Linked DNA regions of Sus scrofa: region 2 is linked to region 1. A link is a contact called in public HiChIP or PLAC-seq data. All regions are on one chromosome and are shown on one strand. The core of a region is the stretch at or near the end of the contact, and the rest is flanking DNA. Distances in the headings are between cores, read along the strand shown. Region 1 holds the start of FAM117B (protein FAM117B). Region 2 holds the start of NBEAL1 (neurobeachin-like protein 1).

Region 1 (6,206 bases), core at 2,133-4,632:
AAGAGAAAGACAAACACCATATGATATCACTTATATTTGGAATCTAATATATGGCACAAATGAACCTTTCCACAGAAAAAATCACATACTTGGAGAAAAGATTTGTGGTTGCCAAGGGGTAGGGAGAGGGAGTGGGATGGACTGGGAATTTGGGGTTAATAGATGCAAACTATTGCCTTTGGAACGGATAAGCAATGAGATCCTGCTTTATAGCACTGTGAACTATGTCTAGTCACTTATGATGGAGCATGATAATGTGAGAAAAAAGAATGTATACATGTATGTATGACTGGGTCACCTTGCTGTACAGTAGAAAATTGACGGAACACTGTAAACCAGCTATAATGGAAAAAATAAATTATTAAAAAAATTGCAATCAGAAAATATGAGTCCCATTCTGCATGGAAGTTCATTACAGTGAAAAAAGAAAACATTTCTGGGAAGAAAACTATCATATATTTATTTCAGCATAACTTAATGATTAACAGGCAGTATCCCTTTCCACACCTAGGTGTGAATGCTGCATTAGAGGAAAAAAAAAAAGAGTTTTTATTTTTCTGGTTTTCTTTTTTTGAGAGGGGAGGGTTGGGTAGAGGTGGGAGGGCTAATGAGAAGGGTCAATTTTAACAGTATGAATATTCTATGTAATGACAGACCTGAGAGAAAGAAATTTGGGGCAACAGGATGAGCAGGCACATGAAGAACCCAAGACTCCAGCAAATAGAGCCCTTCTAGAGATAAGAGCACCTTCCACCACTCATTGCCAACACTTAATTTAACCTGGTTCCCATCAGGTTGCTGCTGCTTCTTTAAAGGTCAAATAGTTGAAAGGGTAGTCAGATTCTTATCAAACTGGGGTCACCACCTCCTTCCTCCATCTCTACCACTCACTTAAGTAGCTCTCCTCTTCCACCTGCCACTCTCTGCCAGCTCCAGAAGGTTAAGGCAAACTGAAGCAATTATGTTCACCAGATACCTCTAAGAGCTGCTTCAAAAACTAAGCACGTGTGGAGTTCTCCTGTGGCCCAGTGGGTTAAGAATCCAGTGTTGTCTGCAGCTACAGCATAGGTCACAATTGTAGCTCAGATTCAGTCCCTGGCCTGAGAACTTCCATATGCTGTGGGTGCAGCCCAAATAAATAAACAAATAAATAAATTTTGGTGTGTTATATATTTCCCAGGTTTAGTCTTACACATCATGAAGCTATCATGAAGCTATCTCCTTGATATAATGTAAAAAACATGTTTTTGGAGGACCACTCAGCAGAGTTTAAATATCCACTCTACCCCTTGTTATTTAACCTCTCTAAAACCTACTGGGAAAGTTAAAATGAGATCTTGTAGGTAAATCACCCACATAAATAGGAGTTCCCTAAGAGCTATTATTTGAGGGGGAGGGGCTTCTTTGAACAAAGTTTTTAAAAAGCACTTTGCATTTCCAAAAGGTTTAAAACAGTACTCTTTTTCTAGTCAGAAAACACTAGTGATCATTCTTCAGGACAATTCTCTCCCAAAAATGTATCCATTGTCTAAAATCTTTGATAAAATAAATAAAAAAGATACATCCTATGCCTTGCATTTTTGAATGACCTCTTGAAACCACTTCATCTGTTTAATTTGGTTAGGAAGTACTGTACTAAGCTTCCTGAAATATCCAGCCATTAAGCCTGAAAGATTCTAACAGAAATTCCCCAGAGAAAAACAAAGGCATATGTTGGCAGTATTAATACATAAGCTAAAAACCACCCATTTCTCTTTCCACTAGATTCCAACAGGAAGGCAATCAGATGATAATTTTTATCTCTTTTCACTTCTACAATGTGAATTTCTCTTTTGAGTTACTCTTTATGACTGACTCCTGTGGAACCCAACGGCTCCATTCAGAACCTTCCCCAAAAAAGCTCCCAGATCTAAAGAAAAACAAATTTCTGATCGCTAAAATAGTAACAAGGAGACAAACCTTGGATCTTTTTTTTTAACGGTTTTACATCTTAACCACAAAATCAGTATATCAGAAAACACTCAGACCCTCAAAGCCCAAAAACCTTCCAAAAGAATCTTACTTATTTTTCACTTTTTGCTACCCATTTAACAAGTCTTAGGAAACAACCCGCTCCCTCTTCAGAGACCCAACCAAACCTGCTATACTAAAGCATTCAAGGCCCCCAAATCTCAAACTGTTTTGTCAAACGGAAATACTCAACCACAGAGATGTGCTATACTAACATTAGCCATGTCACTAAAGTGACAAACCATTCCGAGCCTCATCCCCCAGGGAGGGTAAGAAGTAACCAGCGCGCGACCAGAACCCCGAGGTTTATCATTAACGCATCAGCCCAAGCACAAGGTTAGCGAATGCACCTCCACTGACGGACACCAACGCGGGGCCGACGCAGAGACCAAAGAGGCGGGAGGGGAGCTGCTGGGGGCGCCGGGAAGGCCCGGGAAGACGCGGCTGCACCGCCCGGGCCCCGCCCCCGGCCCCGCCCCCTACCACCCCAGCTCCGCGGCAACGCTGCAGTCCCCGCGCGGTAGCAGCGGGAGCCCGGGACCCCTTCCCCTCGCCGCGCGGCCCCCAGCACGTACCTGCTTTGCAAACCGGGGCGCTAGGGCTCCTCCTCTCCGGGGAGCTTCGGCTCTGCTCCGGGGACCTCCTCCGGTGCCGAACGCGGGCTGGGGGTGGGGCCGCGCTCACCTCGCCTGTCCACAGGTGGGTGGGCGACGAGCAAGGAGACGACACGGTGCCCAGCAGCGGCGGCGGGGGCTGCGGTCGTGGGGGGCTCCCGCGAGCCCCGGGCGCGGCGCCGCGCGTGGGGCTGGTGCCTCTCGTGGACGTCGCGGACGCGCCCGTCTGCGTGGCCACCGTGGGGCTGGTGCGCGCGGCCGCACTCCCACCGCCCCGCGTGGGGCTTGTGCTGCGCGAGGCGGTGCGCGGGGCCCCGCCGCCGGAGCTGCCGCCGCCGCCCGAGGGGCCTGAGGCGCCACCACAGCAGCCGCCGTTGTTGTTGCCGCCGCCGCCGCCGCCGTTGCTCCTCGTGGGGCTGCCATGTTGCTGCTGCTGCTGCTTCAGCTGGAACGGAACCGTCGCCCTCATGGGCTGCAGGCGGCTCCCAGATCCCCCGGCCGTGGTGACCGCACCGCCCCCAAGGGAGCCGGCCGGCGTGGGGGACCCATTGCGCCTCACCCGCTGGGACATAGTCCCCCCCCTCCCCGGTGACTGGGCGAGACGTGGGGTTTTGTTGTTGTTGGGTTGCGGGGGAAGGATTCTCGAAGCCGGAGGGAAGGCCCCCGCGATGGGGTGACGAAACCGGAATCCGGGGTGCGGGAGGTGCCCAGGCCACGGCCAGCAGCAAAGAGATGGTGCAGCCGCCACCGCCGCTGCTCCTCCTCATCAACAATAGTGTCTCCGCCGCTTCCCCCGCCCCCCGCGAGCGCCCATTGGTGTAGCGTCAGCCGCGCTCGAGCCGCTCCACCGCACCCATTGGCTGCGAGCAGCTCGGGTCCCGGGCCCCCGGGGCCTTAGAGAGCCTGGGTTTGCTCGGAGACCGTCTGCTCTTTAAAGAGAAAGAGACCCGCCCCCCCCGGGGGGGGCGGGGGTGGAGGGGGAGCGGAGGAAACAGGCTGTGTGTATGTGTAGAGTGCGCGCGCGCGTGTGCGTGTGTGTGTGTGTGTACACGTGAGTGTACACGCGTACGCGCGCGCCTGGCCACGCGCGTCTTTCACTTTATACTGTGTGGAACCCTGGGGACTCAGATTCTGGAATATTGCCAAAGGGAATGCCCTGAACCAGAGCGATCCCCAGGGATATCTGAAGTCTTTCCCCCAAAACTCATTTCCTTACCTCAGTATTAACTGGCACAGTCCTTGTGCGTGCGTCTCTTTCTGGCTTTTTTTTTCTTGATCTTTTTGTTCTGTCCTAATTCCGCCTATGTTTGGACAGGACTCAAAGGAAAAGAAATTTAATAAGTCTTACTGGCATTTTTACACATCTCCTTTTTTTTTTTTTTTTTTTTTCCCCCAGTCTCTAGAAAGAACCAAATCTCAGAAAGGTTAAAATTGCTGGTTAAAAAGCGGTTTTAGATTGTATATATGAAGTCCAGTTTCCAAATACTGTTGCTACATTTCTGGCATCGCGAGTAATCAAGAATTGATTTTAATCAGCTACCTCACACTTCCCTGATAACCTTGGAAAGATGTCTGCTGCCTTACAAGTCTGTTAAGTGTCAGAGTTTTCAAAGGGTTTTGTTTCTATCCTCACAGTCATTATTTGAGACACAACTGGATGAGCCATTCATATTGATGTGTAGTGGAGGAAATAGGTCTTTGTAGTATGGGCAAGAACTCAGTAAGACCAGTTTTAAAATAACCTTAGAGGCTCCTCATCAAGACAAAAAAAAAATGGTAGTCCCATACTCCACATACTCACCTCTCAGGCTAAAAATTGCCTGTCCATGACCTCTTTTCCCTTTAATAATTTATTCCTTTTTTTTTTTTTTTTTTTTTTTTTTTTTTGTCTTTTCAGGGCCACACCCGAGGCATATGGAGGTTCCCAGGCTAGGGGTATAATTGGAGCTGCAGCCACCAGCCTACACCACAGCCACAACACCACCAAATCCAAGCCGCGTCTGCGAACTACACCACAGCTCACAGCAATGCAGGATCCTTAACCCACTGACCGAGGCCAGGGATTGAACCCGCAACCTCATGGTTCCTAGTCGGATTCGTTAACCACTGAGCCACAACAGGAACTCCCTAATACTTTATTCTTTATACATTCTACACAGATTTCATCTTGTGAAAATATGGGAGTGGAGAGCCCAGTGTGTTCCACTCCAGACCTGAAATTCTCCTGGGTGCTGTGCACTGTGGCAGGAAAGCCTTTGAAGACCTAGAGAAAAGATTTGTATCCCAGATCCACCACAGACTCTATGGCCTTGGATAAGTCACTAGCCAGCATTCTTAGCTGTAAAATGCAGTTAAACAGTACCATCCCCTTTATACACTTGTTCTTATTAACCAAGGGCTAAATGAGAATGTGGTGCCTAGAAGGCACTCAGTACTGAATCTCCTTGTGATTCAGAGGCCCACATCTCTCCTTAACACCCATTCCTCTTCTCTTCCCCACCACAAAGAGAAGCCCCAAGCCCTTTTCCCAGGTTATCTGGTGCTCTCAATAGACCCGACATCATTACCCAGCCTGCCCCACAACCTGGAATGAAGAGAAAAACAGCTTCTCTCTAGACAGGACACAATGGAAACTGCCAACAAGATCCATGCAGAGAGCTAAGTCCAGTCTTAAAACAATGGGTAAGAGAGAAGATAAGCCTTTAAATAAGGAGGTCCTGGAAGCTGTATCTGGCACTTGGTCCTTCACAAAGTAGGACCCCAATGCATACTACTGAGTTAAACCAAGGGAGTTCAGCAGCCCCAGTGTCTTAGGCTTCCTGATCAATTACATTTGTTGTCACCAAACTGGAGACCTATTTGTTAGTGGCAAGAGACTGTTAGCTTTTCTGAGGTAAGTACTGATATCAACACAGAAGTTCATTGGATCAAAAAATTGAAATGTCCTTAGTTTAATCACAAGTTCATCTTTTGGTTCTAGTCATACTTCTTGTAGAAACTCAAAACACCATGGCTCCAGAAAATGCCTTTTTCATCTTATTTGACAGCTTAACTTACTCATCAGTTTAGGGCTTATCTTCAAACAAATGAAAGCACTTCAGCTGAAGTAGGTATTAACCATTTCAGCCCTCTTTGCACTAGAGGATATTTATGATGTCTTAAGAAATCATCAAAGAATGCTAAAAAAAAAAATACTTGGGTATTTTAGAACTATGGTCTATTTTTGGTTTTTTTTGGTTTTTTGTTTTGTTTTGCATTTTAGGGCCACACCCTTGGCATATGGAAATTCCCAGGCTAGGGGTCGAACTGGAGCTGCAGCTGCTGACCTATGCCACAGCCAAAGCAAGGTGGGATCTGAACTGCCTCTGCAACCAACACCACAGCTCATGGAAACTCCAGATTTCAGTTTCCCAACCCACTGAGCAAGGTCAGGGATCAAACCCTCATCCTCTTGGATACTAGTCGGATTTGTTTCCACTGCGCCACAATGGTACTCCCATTTTTAAGATTTTAATGGCAATACAAGAAATGATGTCACTCAGTGGTCTAACTCAAAATGCCTGGACGTCATCTTGGCTCCCC
Region 2 (6,206 bases), core at 1,684-4,183, 330 kb before region 1:
CATGAATTCGACCTAGAAACAATATAACTAATTAATAAGACAATGTAACCCCATTTACTTTTTGTCATTCTGAAAATGTAAAAACCTAGTAAGTTTGATGGATTTTTAAAGACATCATTTTCAAACTACTAGGCAAGCATACTAAATGCATTTTGATTTTTGGACGACGTGTTAGTGACTATTTTCAAAAGTTGGTGAATTGGATTCTTTTTTTTATTGGAAGAGTGGTCTATTTTTAAAAAGACATTTCTGGAATTAAATTACACAAGACTAAAAGCTATTTTAAAAATCCATATTAAACATTTCAAAGTATACGTCCTTCAGTAACTGTAATATCAAACCAGGAAGTAACAGAAAATTCCAGTGCAAACTCTAATATTTAATATTAAGATAACTGAGGTCATCTGTTAAAGAATAAGTTGTTCTTTAAAGAGGTGAAAGTATAAAAAGGGAACCCAAAGGGATAATGCAAAAAACGCAAGCTGAGACTTGAGAATTTCACCACATAGACCTAAAGTAACTTAAGCAGTAAATTGGAGATGTTACTCTGACCCTTTTCAGTATCTTCAAAGTAGTAATCAGCTCTCACTGGAAAAACATGTTTTTAAGTAATACCTTTCTCCCCCAATAACCTAAAATCAAAGTTAACATGTAAAGTCATATAAAGATGAAAAAAGAAAAATTAATTTTGAATGACAAAAGTAAAAATAATGAGTCATAATGGATAAGAGCATGGACTAGAATCAGACAGTACAGAGTCCAACTAGGTACAGAAGCAGAAGTGCCTGCTTCTCATTGGCCTCTTTAACCTCTGCATCAGTTTTTCTCATCAGTCAAAAAGGATAATTACAATACCCGTTTCACATGATGATTGTGAGGATCAAGTAAGACAATGCTTCTAAGGTGCATTAGGGCAAGCTTACAGTAACCACCTCAAGTCTATAGCCCTTTTATACAATAACCTTTTTATACAACTTAAAAAAGATTAATTATGAGAAAAATGTTTAATGGTCTTATAAAAATATCTCTATCAGTACTTCCACTTGTGAGAGGGAAAAAAACCAAACAAAAATATAAATATTTTTATCTTAAGGTCATAGTTTTACTTATATAATGTTAGGATCACTGAAGAAAAATATCAAGTTAAAACCACACCCTAGGAGTTACCATCTTGGCTTAGCTGCAAGGAACCCGACTAGTATCCATGAGGACTTGGATTCAATCCCTGGCCTTGTTCAGTGGCTTAAGGATCTGGGGTTGCCACGAGCTGTGGTGCAGGTCACAGACACAGCTCGGATCTGGTGTTGCTATGGCTGTGGTATAGGCAGGCAGCTGCAGCTCGGATTTGACCCCTAACTGGGGAACTTGCATATGTGACGGGTGCTGCCCTGAAAAAAGACAAAAAATAAATAAAAGCACACCGTACACTTTTTAATAACATGCCAATATTGGGTATGTGTTCGAACTTGCAAAAGCAGAAAACAGAAAATCCTGCGTTTTTACATTTGAGGTCATTACTATAAATAAACATGATATTATCCATTAAATAAAATGTTAATAATGGCAGTTACAAAAGTTTTTATAACAAAGTATTTTAAAACTTAGAAATAGAAAGAAAAGTAGTTACCTTCGCACAATAAAGCATCCAAAGTTCGAAGAGTCTCTCTCTGGATGCCATTCTGGCTTTCACTCTGGCACTTTAATTTTTCCTCAAAAAAAAAAATTGTGTTCAAGACCACAGTATGTTCATTTTATTTTCCAAGTTTTTCAGCTGTTACAATAAAACTCAAAGCAGTAGGGAAAACAAAAAGAAGTGAAACAAAGGACGGTCTGCTTTCTGGTTAATAAGATTCAGTTTCAGCAGTTATTCCAACATATATTCATCAGTGGTCTTTGGGCAATTACATAAATCTGTAAAAGAGAAAAAGATGCAAGATTCCCTTTAACAAGAGGCCATATTAACAATTATGGGTTTATAAAAACTAGAGATTTATTTTCTTCACTGCCCACAAACAACTGGCTAAGCTTTCACAACTGATCGGATTTCACAGAAATTGGTATTTCAGAAAAACATCACAGCTAATACAATATTTCACATCAACAGAAAATCAGAATCCTCTTGGGCAGAACTCAAAGATGAGTATTTTTCATAACAAAAAATGTGTCCAATGATAGTAAGCAGCAAAAACGCCGTTCCCACTCATACATTTTCTATAAACATAAGAAAAAGCACACATACTGACATATTTCAAAGACAGAATCCCTTGGAATTCTCTAGGCTGCTTCTTAAAACTTCTTGGGAATGTTTGTCGCTGTGTTGCAGGGCAGGGCGTGGGGAGGAGGGGGAAGAATTTCTGGTTTGTTTGTTGCAACAATCCTCAGGGAGTGAAAGTCGACCTTTCCACCTGGCCTCGCTACCTCTCCATCCAGTTAAGGAGCGCACAAGGAAAACACCGGCGCGGCAAGGAAAACACCTCGGGAAAACCTCCGAGTGTTTTGGGGACCTTTAAATTTCCTCCTCGCATCCCGGGCAACCGAGAAAGGGAGGCAAACTTAATGCGAGCCGAGCCGCCAAGAGAAGCTTTGGCAAAGGGGCAACGCGAGCTTGGCGTTCCGCGACCCACTACCCACGCCCTCTCGACCGCATCCGGGTCGACCTCGCCCCCTCACGGCCGCCCCCCTCTCTACCGCGCCCTCACCCCCAAACACCCTGGGCCCTCCCATTTCTGCCACGCGGCCCCCTCTTCCCTACGACCCGCTCGCCTCACCACGCTCACATTGGGGGGTCGTGTTGCCGCCGCCGCCAGGCCGTCTAATCTGCTTCCCTGCCCCCCCCTTCCCCAGCGAAGCCCCGTGTCACCCCGCAGCTAAGCAGGCGGGCAGGAGAGGGAGGCGGGGCGGCGACCGCACGGGGCGGGGCGGGAGGCTGGGAGGGGGCCAGAGGAGGGGCTTTCCTCTCGGCTAATCATTCTGGCCTCTAAGGATTTACCCGCCCCAGGGCACTAGCTGTTCATTGGTTGCGAAGGCTGGGAAGGGGCGGGATGACCTGAAGCCTCGCCCCAGCATACCTGCGCAGTCGCAGTCGACCCGGCTTCTGAAGACCCGGCGGCCGGTTCCCGGTGGGGCGCTCCTGTCGGCCCCGAGCTGAACGAGACTAAGGACCGACGACGTGCTTACGTCCACCCGTTGCTGCTGCCGGGGATGGGCAGACAGAGCGTTCGGCTCGTGGCGTCATTTCCGGGAATCATTGGAGGGCAGGGAACCCTACGGTGATAACTAAAGAGGATTTCATTTTGATTTCTTTTTGTAAAAAGGGGATTGGTCCTGAGAGTGTACGCTAATGTAAGAACAGACAATTGCTCCCACACGCACCCCAAAATCCTTTATCGTGTTTGTGTCTCATACTTCCGCTGTCGCTGAGTGTCAAGCACAACGGGCTTGTTTCATCACTACTAAAGAATTAAAAGGGCTTTGCTCTTAAAAAAAAAAAAAAAAAAAAAAGATACGAAAGGAAAACAACTGCATTTACTAGCTATAGACCACTTTAGGGGGAAAGGTGCTTAAGGAGTTGGGGAAAGACGCATGAGATTAGTACACCTAAACATTTTTAAAAAACTTTTATTGTGAAAAATGTCAAACAGTATACAAAAGTAAACTAGTATAATGAAATCCCGTATACCATCACTAGTGTCCCATCTTCCTTCCATCAATATCAGTAGCTGGCAAAGTGTACAGAGAAAAAATATTTTAGGTTTTGCAGACCATCCTACTTGAAAACTTAACAAAAATCAAAATAATATGTCATGATATGTGAAAATTAGATGAAATTCAAATTCCATTGTTTTTAAAGTTTGTTGGAAAACAGCCATACTCATTCCTTTACAATTGCTCCCTAAGGTAGCAGAGTTTTGAATAATTTGGGGTAGTTGTTAGCAAACTGTGCCTTTTCAAAATCTCTTGGTTCTCCAGCAGACCTGTGAAATGACATGTGAAAATTTTGGAAGTGGCAGGAGGAGAAGAAATTACCCTTGTTGCCATATTCCCCGTTTTAGTAATTAGCTGCTTCATTCTCCTAGAACCTAACAAGTATCCTCGCTGTCTTTTTTATATATGTCACATTCAGACTAAGCCTTTCAGCTGTATCTTCAAAACACATCTAACTATTTTTCTACACCACTACCACCAGGATGTGAGTTACTACTAAATCTTTTATGGATTATTGTAGTAGCCTCCCCATTTGTCTCTCTGCCTCTGCCTGTACACTCACCCCACTCATGGATTAGTCTCAACATAGCAACAAGAATGACCTTTCAGCATAGAAATAAGATGTTACATCCTTTGCACAAAACTTTGCAGTGGATTCCCATCCCACTTAAAAGGGCCAACAAGGACTTATGTTTTCCTCCCACACTTCCCTCTTTAACATCTCCAACTATTTTATTCTGGCCTTCCCTTATATCACTCCAGACACATGGCTTCCATGCTGCTCCTCAAATTCACAAAGCACATTCCACTCTCTGGGACTTTACCCAGAATATTGTTTCCCCAGATGCCCACACACAATCTTCAAGTCTCTGTTGAAGAATCACCATGTTCAGAGTTCCCACTATGGTGCAATGAGATCCACAGCGTCTCTGCAGCATCAAGACAGAAGTTCAGTCCCCAGCCCTGCACAGTGGGTTAAAGGATCCCATGTTGCCACAACTGTGGTGTAGGTGGAAACTTTGGCTTGGATATGATCCCTGGCCCGGAACTCCATATGCCACAGGGCAGCCAAAAAAAAAAAAAAAAAAAAAGAATCACTTGTCCATTGATGTACTCTGAATGTTTGTGTCTTCCCAAAATTCATATGTTGACATACCACCCCCCCAAGGTAATAGTATTAGGAAGTAGGCCCTAAGTCATGAGGGAGGAGCCCTTACGAATGGGATTAGTGCTTTTATTAAATAGGTTTAACTAGCTCCCTAACCCTTTCCACCAAGTGAGGATACAAGGAGAAATCTGGGACCTGGAAGAGGGCATTCACTCAACCATGCTAGCACCCTAATCTTGGACTTCCAGCCTCCAGAACTGTGAAAAAGGAATTTCAGTTTATAAACTACCCAGTCTTTGGTATTTTCTGTAGCAGCCCAAACAGACTAAGACATCTGCGTGCATTCCCTGACACTTCTTTAGAAAACAGCATCCCCGGAGTTCCCATTGTGGCTCAGTGGTGAGGAACCCAACTAGTATCCATAAGGAAGTGAGATCAATCCCTGGCCTCATTCAGTGGGTTAAGGATCCAGCATTGCTGTGAGCTGCAGTGTAGGTTGCAGACGCTGCTCGGAACTGCATTGCTGTGGCTGTGGCATAGGCCAGCCAATTCAGTCCCTAGCCCGGGAACTTCCATATGCTGCAGGTCTGGCCCTAAAAAGACAAAAAAGAAAAAAGCATCCCCTATTCTCCCTTAATCTATTTTTCACCATAGTATTTATCAGATGACATATAATTTATTTGTTTAGTGTGAGTTTCCCCCCTAGTAAAATTAAGCACCATGAAAACAGAGACTTTGCTTTCAAGTCTTTTGGACAGTGTCTTATACACAGTAGGAGCTCAATAAACATCTGCATACTGCATAATGAAAAAAAATACCTATTTCACTATGTATCTGTACTATTTCCACCTCCAGTTTTCCTCCCACTACAAATTTAGTTATAGCATGTTGGATTCATAATAAAACAGCTCTATAGGAGTTCCCACTGTGGTGCAGTGGGTTAAGAATCCAGCTGTGTTAGCTCAGGTCACTACAGAGGTGCAGGTTTGCTCCCCGGCCTGGCACAGTTGGTTGGGGATCAGGCATTGCCACAGTTGTGGCATAGGTTGCAGCTGCAGCTCAGATTCAGTCTCTGGCTTGCAAACTTCCATATGCTCTGAGTGCAGTCATAAAAAAAAAGAAAAGAAAAAAAAAAAAAAAAGGGAGTTCCTGTCATGGCATAGCGGAAACAATTCTGACTAGGAACCACGAGGTTGTAGGTTCGATCCCTGGCCTCACTCAGTGGGTTGAAGATCCAGGCATTGCCATGGGCTTTGGTGTAGTACATAGACTTGGCTTGGACCTGGCATTGGTGTGGCTGTAGCATAGGCCAGCAGCTATAACTCCGATTGGACATCTAGCCTTGGAAGCTCCATGTGCTGTGGGTGCAGCCCGACAAAAGACAAAAAAATAA

The links. HiChIP or PLAC-seq counts read pairs in DNA pulled down with a chosen protein or histone mark.
Region 2: an H3K27ac HiChIP or PLAC-seq map of alveolar macrophages shows a contact between it and region 1. The contact joins the promoter of NBEAL1 here to the promoter of FAM117B in region 1. A contact is called at or near these places in 1 of 47 Hi-C or Micro-C datasets (heart right ventricle) and 2 of 2 datasets of contacts at active chromatin or transcription factors (alveolar macrophages and skeletal muscle).

What each region holds. Positions count from the first base shown.
Region 1 is chr15:106,180,393-106,186,598 of Sscrofa11.1, reverse strand. It overlaps FAM117B (protein FAM117B), which reads right to left and starts at 3,382. Exons shown (of 8, transcript XM_003133590.5): 1 at 2,586-3,382. The coding sequence starts at 3,195.
Region 2 is chr15:106,513,009-106,519,214 of Sscrofa11.1, reverse strand. NBEAL1 (neurobeachin-like protein 1) reads right to left here and starts at 2,933. Exons shown (of 55, transcript XM_021075109.1): 1 at 2,778-2,933; 2 at 1,628-1,911. The coding sequence starts at 1,678.